Regions from separate parts of the Gossypium hirsutum genome. Here region 1 is linked to region 2. The links are chromatin contacts, called in public Hi-C maps. All regions are on one chromosome and are shown on one strand. Each heading gives the region's core, a stretch centred on a gene start, on an enhancer-like site or on the middle of the called end of the contact. The rest is flanking DNA. Distances are from core to core; before and after follow the strand shown.

Evidence for each region. Hi-C and Micro-C count contacts between places; a contact is called where the count stands out from the background.
Region 1: a contact with region 2 is called in a Hi-C map of leaf, with 4 times the contacts expected there. The contact joins the promoter of LOC107915791 here to the promoter of LOC107915786 in region 2. A contact is called at or near these places in 13 of 34 Hi-C or Micro-C datasets (callus, cotyledon, hypocotyl and 3 more).

What each region holds. Positions count from the first base shown.
Region 1 is chrD10:60,167,544-60,172,327 of Gossypium_hirsutum_v2.1, forward strand. LOC107915791 (protein RNA-directed DNA methylation 3) reads right to left here and starts at 3,226. Exons shown (of 20, transcript XM_041103490.1): 1 at 2,877-3,226; 2 at 1,230-1,474; 3 at 962-1,117; 4 at 717-875; 5 at 549-632. The coding sequence starts at 3,066.
Region 2 is chrD10:59,951,616-59,956,499 of Gossypium_hirsutum_v2.1, forward strand. It overlaps LOC107915786 (ras-related protein RABC2a), which reads left to right and starts at 3,315. Exons shown (of 7, transcript XM_041103486.1): 1 at 3,315-3,639; 2 at 4,499-4,567. The coding sequence starts at 3,483.

The sequences.
Region 1 (4,784 bases), core at 1,976-4,475, 220 kb after region 2:
AAAATCTCAAATCTCAAATCCAAACCAAACCGATTCTATTTTTATTTCATTTATAATTTTTTTATTTTATATTTTAAAAAATCTTTTATATTTAAAAACTAGCGAAAATAACTTAAAATACAAAAAATTAAAAACCACTGAGCCGAACCAAACCAATCTGAATCAATGGAATTCGGTTGACTCGGTTAGCTTTTATATTCGGTTTGGCTTTGGTTCAGTTTTCTAAAACCTAGATATTGCATAATAACAGCAATTTCCCAAAACCAAACCTGAATGCTTTTCAGGTCAATCATACGACAGGGAAATCTCTTTGTTTGTTATAAACATGATTCATCGCAAGGAATTAAGGATATAAGAGAATGAAAAGAAATTGGAATATCCTGTTAAATCTACACAAACAACTAGGTTAGCTGACTCTCTCCAATAGCTCTCTTTGGTTCTTCCAGAAAAAACATTTAAGAAAGATTACTAAGTAAGCAGTTATAAGATATCAATGTAACAGAAAACAGTAGAAAAAACAAGCTTATATTGGCAGTTAGTATTATTACAAATTTAGCAGCCATTGCTTGCAGATCAATTCTTGGAATGAGCTTCACAGTTGCTCGTTTCTTGTCATTGTTTACAAACACAACCTACAGAAAGAAGTTTGACACAAAATAATTAAAAAACTTAAAACAGGAAAACAGACTTGATTTAAACATAGAAAACAAATCTACCTGGGCAAGGTCCCCCTTATACTTCCCATTCTTTATCCGAGCCCACATGCCTTTAGAGACTTCACTACGTTTAGTTCTGACATTGAGTAAATGGTAAACTTCATTGCTTGGAACTGGCGCCACTCTTGAAGAGTAAATGTAAGTCAGACCTTTACATGCCTAAAATAGAACAAAAGGTATGTTAGTACACAGGCATAGAAAAAATGAAGCCATATCATTTTCTGGTGTCCTAAAACAAGATTGACCTCGTTAATATCACATTGTTTGTCAGCTTCAATGTAGAAAAACCCCTTGATGTGATCAACAGAGAATGCTGATATTATCTGTAATTTTGTTCCTAGTGATTTCATGTCAATAAACTTCTGCATGAGACAGAAAGCTGAATGCCTTTCACGTCCAACCTACAAATAACAATTTTTAGGTGAAACCAATAAAAGAGGAATAATAGGCATCAACAAAGACTGCATTCAAATTCCGGCAGGATATGTTAATTCAACAACACATCAATCATACCACACATTTAACTTTCCATATAATAGGATCCTTGGAAGGAGGCATGGTAGAGTTTTTGTCAATTGATCCCTTAGCTTCATAAGAATCTTCATCAAATGTCGTAAACCTAGCACCATCCCTGTACCTCTCCTCCATCATTTTATCAAACTCCTCCTCGATCACCTCTTCCTTGGGAACAAATGGAAGGTTATGGGTTTTCCAAGGATTATTATTTGCATTAAGATCTGGTTCTTCTTCCATAAAATCTGATGTCCAAAATCAGAAAACATGGGGTTATGAAGGTAAAAGGCAACAACATGTCGGGTTGATTATGCAGTAATAACCCAAGAAAGCATTAAGCACAAGGAAACAGAATTATATTATTTAACCAAAATAAAATTAGAGATAAAAGATTTGAAGTACTTCAAGAACTCAACAGTTATTTATAAACTGAGATGAGATCTATTTGTTTCATTGTATATAGCACTTTCTGGTCCTTGATATCAATGACTAGAAAATTTAAGCTTTCTTGTGGTGAGAATCATGTCGATCTTGGAAGGTCCAAAAAGGTAAGGAATGTTCAGAAAGACATCTCAGAAGAACAAGGAAGACTTCCATTACACACATCACACAATCCAAACAAAACATGAAGCAAAAGGAAGTCATGGCCAACCTCAAAACAGCAAAAGACAAAAGTTCTTCAAGGGCCCTCATGCATGGTGTAACAATGTAAATACGCCTCAAACCTCTTGATATATCAAATCAATTCCGAACATGATGCCCAAAATATCCCTCCTTTACCAAACAAGCTATGAAAAATCATCCCAAGGCTTTAAAGATTAGTTGTTTGAAAAATGCTCAACCCAAGAACCGGAAGCATTCACCCAAAGAAGCTTCAGAAAATTAACAAATGCATAAGAAAAATCAAAGCACAGGCAAACTCAACCTCAACCTCAAGAGTCCTAAACACAGCAAAAAAGAAAAACTTCTCCAAGAAAGACCCTCTTGCACCAAGCAATAAAGTCCAATCTAACACCCCTTGAAACCCTTAGAAATAAAAACTTCCTAAGAAGTTGCATTCACATTCACCAATACTACACTAATAAGCTTTTTAAACTCAACCTGACAATCATCTCCATGTTCAGTTAACAAAGTTCTATAAACATATGAGAAATAGAACTTCAAAACTACTTAATATGTACCAGTTTCACAACCAAACACCCTAAAATGATTATTCATGCAGAAGCAAAAAAATTCCCTCAGAATAACTCAAGAATGATTATTCATGCAAAATGTCCCACTTTCACACCCAAACAGCCTAAAATGATAATTCATGCAGCAGCCAATAAAAATTAAGATAAAAAAAATCACTCACAAATACTCAATAATGGCAACAAAATCTCATCAAGATTTCCATTTCTAAAAAAAATCTCTTCCAGAATATTTAACATATTAAAAAGTTGAAACTTCGCTTAAATTTAAAAAAAATGAAAACCCTAAAAACCCTGAAAAGCAGAATGCAGAACAAAATCAAAGAAAAAACCCTAAAAACTCGCAGATATAAGCAACCGTAAAATGCAAGACTCCAAAAGGAAGCAAATTGAAAAAGCAAAAGCCAACAAAAACGAAAAAAAAAGAACAAACGAAAAACGATCAGATCAGCCATACAATCATCAAAATCGCTGTCATCGCTGGCTTCATTGTCATCAACATCAGCAGCGTCTTCAAAGAACTGAAGAACTCCCCGATTCTTACGCTTCCGACGGTTCTCCTCCGCTCCACCACCGCTTCTTCCGGCGCTGACCTTCCGTTTCCCATAAACCACCTCCTTCTCCTTTCCCTTCCCCTTCGACGACATATCCTTTCAGTCCAGTTGCAAAACTTTTACTTTTTTTTCCTTATATTTTTCTACATAAATAAAAAATTTTCAGAGAACATCAGTTTAGCATTTTCTCTAAGGGTTTTTTTCTTTTTTTTCTTTGAAATAGAGTGTGATGAAAGTGTGAGTGATGGAATTTTATGGTAGTGTACTCCAAAGCTGATATATATATGGCATTTTACGATTGCATCCTTCGCGTTCTGCCCTTGTTAAATCATGTAAAAGGACAAAACAGTCTATTTGTTTCCTACTTCTTTATTTTTAGACAGGGTAAAATACAATTTCGTCGTTAATTTATTGATTTTATTCTATTTTAGTCACCCAATAATTAATTATTAATTTAATAATAAATTTAATTTTTTAATATTTATATATTTTATCAATTTAATTTTAAATATAATAAATTTAATTTTTAATATTTAGATAAATTTTAAATTCTAAAAAACTATTATTAAAAATACATAAAATTTTAAAAGATATATAAATACATAAAAATAAAAAATTTATTTTTAAGTTCTTTTGTTTTGCTACGTAAACAATTTTCGTCCTTAAATTTTAAAAAGAGTTGCGGGTAGAGTTGTTCAGAGGTCGAATTATTTATTTAAACTAAAAAATCTGTTTAATATATGAAAAGATTTCAATAAGTAGACAAAATTTGAAAAATAAATTTAAACAAAAATATAAACCCACAGACAATTCTTGAACAAAAATTTTAAAGCAGGAACCTGACCCTACCTGGCTCAGGTGCATATAAAATATATATTATAAATATTATATTTATAAATTTTTAATATATAAAAACCAACCCAACACAAATATTTTAAACTATTAATTGAAGCTTGGAAACAGGTCGTTAGAACTTTGGTTACCTTCCTGCTTTCCCTTTTCTTTTTCTTTCTAAATTCGTTGAGGGGACCATAGCCGGGATTTGGGCAAGTTTTATAAGGGTGAATTTAGATGGACGGTGCGTTTACCTGCGGTTAGTGTAAAAACAATAGTGGTGGTGAGATTAAATACTGTAACGATACTGTAGCGTGAGACAAAAAGTAAGCTAAATGCACCGCACCGCACCACACCCAATCGCCCATCCAAACCCACCTTAAGTGTAGAAGTTGTTCCTATCGAGTTAAATTGAAACATTTCGTATATCAACCTTCTCGACCATGGATTATTTTATCAAGTTATTAGCTTTGGCTAAAAACAACTTAAAAAGTTGATTTAGTTTTAACTCGGTTAGCATCGACATTATTGTTAGTGTAAGAAAACGTAGGTTCGAATACGCCGAAATTTATTATTCTCCTATTTAAAAGTTGGAGAAGAATTATGAGTAGTTCACATAAAAAAATCAAAAACAAATCATGATTCCTTATATAATTGTTAAGTTTTGAAGTGAACCCAACTCAAGTGTTTTACTCACTTTGTTTATTTTTTATGAGTGCAAAACCAAAAAAAAACAGTAATTTATTGTTGGTTAAATATGAATTATCCATATTTAAATGGGGTCGAGCTTGGATAAAATGCAAGACTTAAAAAAAATTATTATTTAGAACCAAACAAATTTATAAAAATAAAAAATATTTTGTAAATATTAAGGGCTAAATTTATTTAATTTTTTTTATCTTTAATTAAAATGACAAATTTTGTAGACATTAATAACTAAATTTGATGAATTTTTTATATTTAGGATCAGTTTTATA
Region 2 (4,884 bases), core at 2,065-4,564:
TTGAGTATTGTTGTTGATGTAGAAAGATGTGGGTTTGAGTGTGCTAAAACGTATTATTCTCCTATTTATGGGTTGGGAGAGGCTATGAGTAGTCCTAGGCATTGTGTCAAAAAGAAAAGATCCTTTAATTATTAACCGAATCGAAATATATTAATGATGTTCATTTGTCTTGAAAGTTAACCGAATTAACCGAAATTTTAAGTCTTAAAACACTACATAATTAAAAACACTATATAATTAAGTTCAGTTAATTATCCGATTTTGAACCGAATTAATCGATAACCGGACTTCCAAAAAATCATTAACCGACCTCCGACAGAATTAGATCAGTTAACCGAATTAGATCAGTTCGGTCGGTTAATTCGTTTTAACTAAAATTTGAACACACTTATGTAAATACCCATTGGTTGCCAATTCTAAAAATGAGTAAATCGGATTTTCTCAACAAAAATTATAAAAAAAGAAAAATCAAAACCATTTTCAAAAAATCAAAATAAAATTTAAAATTTAAAATTTAAAATATTTATAAAAATTCTAAAATTTATATTTTAAAAAATATAAAAATTTAAAAAATTCTAAAGAATATATATAAAAAAATTAAAAAGTTAAAATTTTAAAAATTTTCTAAAATAATAATTTTGAGATCTAAATAAGTTAATTAATTATTCAAGTTACTTAACTTGAATTTCATTTCACTCGACACGATTTGAAAAAAAATTTAAATCAAGTTAATATGATAAGATAAGATTCATTAACTTGAAAAATTTTTTACTTGATTTGATCGAATAATCACCCTTACCGAGACGAATAAAACATTATCTTTAAAGATAATTCCCCCCACAATACAACAATCTCTTGTTATTTAATAAAGAAGGAGAAAAGCTCGTAGGATTTACAAAATTTGGGCCTAGATTGAAATTAGTGTAATGGGCCCAATATTTGTTATAAAATTTGTTACATTGGTTGTTATAGGCCCATTGGGCTCAGAGTTTTATTTAACGTACTGAAACCAAATTAAAAAAGATTTATTTTATTGGTTTTAAGTTTTGGTTGTTATAAAGCTAAAATTTAAATAATACAAATTTAACAGATGAAGAAACAAAAGGAAAGCGAAAGGGGATGAAATTATTATCAAAATAGGTGAGGCAAAAGGTTGGACTGTTGACCAAAAATAGTCAAAGGGGCTGAGCTCACTCACTGTGTTGTACGGAACGTGTCAAGAAGGTAGGCCTTTTACATGGCGACGTGGCATGGTTTGGAACAAATTGATAACCTATGCATATTTTGTCAAAATAATTTTTATTGTATTTTTAAATTTTTTTATCATCAATTTTTGTTTTTCTTAAATTATTTTTTCAATATATTTAATGAAAGTATCGTTAAAAATGTTATCAAAGATGACGTGGAATTTTATATATGGAATATATTTTTAATGAGATGTAATTTATTATTTAAATAACCCTATGAGATAATTACATCTGAAAAATAATAAAATAAATAATACATGAAATTTTTAAAAAATAACTCGAAAATAAACATAATTATCTAAAAAAATTAATTCAATAGAAAAACCTATTAGTAAACAAACTTATGAAAAATTAAAACCTTTTGAAAAGAAAGATTGAAACATTGAATTTATTCATTAAATCTGTTAGAAACAGTAGTTTGAAAAAAAAATCAAAAGTTGATAGCATAAAAAGCTCAAAAATACAATTAATATCATTTTGACAAAACATACAAACGTTAGTGATCAAATTTATAATTAAGTCAATTTAAAATTCCCCTACCTTTTTAATATTGAAATTGGGGCAATAGCTCTTCTATGGCACGCTCCAGGTGCTCGTGGAAAGGTATTATAAAAGTTTTTATAGTAGGAGTTAAATTATATTTTATCTTTTTTTATTGACAAAATAGGTAAAGTGGTTCTTATATGTTAGATTAAAGAGCAAATTAGTCCTTTTGGTTAAAAATTCCATCAATTTCTATATTAAAAATTTATCATTGTATGTCAGAATGAGGTACATATAGTTGTCTGCTTATTTTGTCAACCACATCAATTTTTAACAATGAAAATTTATGAAATTATGAGCTTATCTTTTGATCTAATATACAAAAATAAATTTATTCATTTTTTAAATAATACAATGAAATCTCTATAATATTTTTACCATGCACATCAAGTGTTTGTACTTTTGTTTAGGTGAAATTTCCTTTAGAAATAATAATAAAAAAAGAACCATGGTTGTTGTTGACATAGGTACAATTAAATTAATGGATATTTGCAATGTGAGTGAAAAATTATATAATAGATATATTATTAAAAATTTATTTAAAAAAGTTCAATCAATGTTTCGGTTATACGGATAAAGTTAACTATTTTTTATATATGATGTTACGAGTTTAGATCTCATTCTAATCAATTTTTTATCAATTTATTATATAAAAAACAAAAACATCCTCATTTAAAATATAACTTAATTTATATATGAGAGGATATTTTAATGTTTTCATAATTTAGTTAGTGTCTGATTTATTCGTGATACCAATTTAAAAAAAAGAGAGTATAGATTAATTAAATTTAAATATAGTAAAATATTTTACTTATTTTAAATATTAAAAGTAAATTCTTTAAAAGATTTTAGTTAAAGATAGAAGATATTTAAAAGATTAAAATATGCTAAAAATCCTTATATTTATCATAAAATTTAAATTTAGTCCCTGGAAAGGGTTTTGAGAAAAAAAAAACTATGAAGAGTTCCGTTGAGACAAGCAAAATTTAACCGAGGTGAAGACAAAATTATTAAATGCCAAAAATCCGGCCACAGATTTTTTTTTTTTTTAAATTAAGTGATATTTGCAAAGCAATCTAAATGGGGAGCCCACATATTACACCTGCGAGGGGGGAGCGTGGAACAATGACAACCCGGAAAATCATGCTTTACCTAAATCAATTTTATTATATATATTATAAAAATTTATAAAACAGATTAAAGTCTAAATTGATGTCTAATTTTAAAATAATCCATATTTTATATATGCTTTAACATTTACATTTAGCCGACGATGATATTGTAAAGGTAAGAAAATGTGCGTTTGAGTGCGTTGAAGCATATTATTCTTTTATTTAAGGAATGATATTTGATACATAGGTCATGAAGAAATTGATAAGTATTATAAACGGGTATAATAATTAAAAAATAAATATTTAAAAATAATATTTTTTTTGTTTAAAAAAAATCCGTACTTAAAAAAATAAGCAAAAGAAAAAACAAAATTATATATTTGAAAGAAAAGAAGAACAAAATTATTAAGAAACACTCCCCGCCAACCCCACCATTGTCTCTATCTATTGTCTACTACTACCTGAGGAAATTTCCTTATTTCATTCAAAATATTTTTACTTTCTTTTTTCTGGTTGTTGATTATCAGAGAAGAACAAAAGGAGATTAAGTTTTTTATTTGTTGTACCTGAGAAAAAAAAAATGTTGGGTTCTTCTTCTTCTTCTTCAAAGGGAGGAGGGAACAACAACTGTGACTATTCATTTAAGATATTATTGATTGGTGATTCTGGAGTTGGCAAAAGTAGTTTACTTGTTACTTTCATCTCTAACTTTGTTCATGATCTTTCTCCCACCATAGGTAACTCCTCTACTCTCTCTTTCGACTCCTTTATTTTGTATTTTTGCCATCATTTTGTATTTTGCTTGTTGGTTTTTGCCTTTGGAATTCACACCCAGAATTTGCTTTGAATTTTTCAAAACTTTTTTTGACAATAATTTTAGAAAGGGTTGTTTTTATGTATTGGGTTGGGAAAGGATTGAGGAAAAGGGATTAAAAGGAATACTTTTTTTTGTTTTTCAATTGTTTAGGGAGTTAAGATGAGGGAAAAACAATGAACCAACCAACTTCCTTTCATTTAAGCTAAAATTCTTTCCAAGTAGTTATGTTAATTGTTAAGTTTAGCCTTATATTATTCAGGAAATAGGTTCAATGGTTTAGGTTTCATCATTTTCGAATGGACTAAACAGAAATTTCTTCATTTTTTGGGGGTCAAAGTGCAATTTTACCGTATATTAACTTAAATTTTCATTATCTATAAAAGGACTAAATTGCATGATTTTTGTTTTGGGGAATTCGTCCCTGGCTCTAGCTTAATTAGCAATGATGGAACAGTGAACAGATAATAGCATAGGCAATTGTAAATTTGTAACTGAGTAGATAATTGTAAATTTTAGGCATGGAAATTAATTCAATTATCCTTGGAGCAAATTTTTGCACTTAGGTTTGGACTCTGGGGCCCCTTCTTTGTCGTAGCAGAAAAAAGGTTTGAAAGGAAATGCATGGCTTGGTAGTGGTAAGAGGAAACTAACATGGGAAAAGCAATGCCTTTTCTTTGTATTTTGTGTTCATCATCTTGTCCCATGCATTAGAAATATCTCTGTTTCTATCTTCAGCTTTTATGTCATATTTTTATTGAGTTCTTTTGAATGTTTTCAAGGGGTGGATTTCAAAATCAAGATGGTCACAATTGGTGGGAAAAGATTGAAACTTACAATCTGGGACACAGGTAAAATTGATATGATAAAGCCAACACTTTGCAACTAGTTCTTACTTGGACCTATATTTTTTCTGCTGTTACCCTTGTGTATATTGTTAGTTGCACGGGTGGTTTGCATGCGATAGGCTTGGAGTTGATGCTACTGATTTGTTTTGCTGAACTCCTCTGGAGTCTTCATTGAGAGAAAGAAAGTGGGGTTTGTAATGGTTTCGTCCTTGTTAGAACACGGAATAAAGGTTTAAGAATGTGTTTGAGTATTTACTTTCGGAAGTTAAGGCCGAACATATTGCTGAATGATACTAGTAGGATAGCAAATGTCCCTTAAA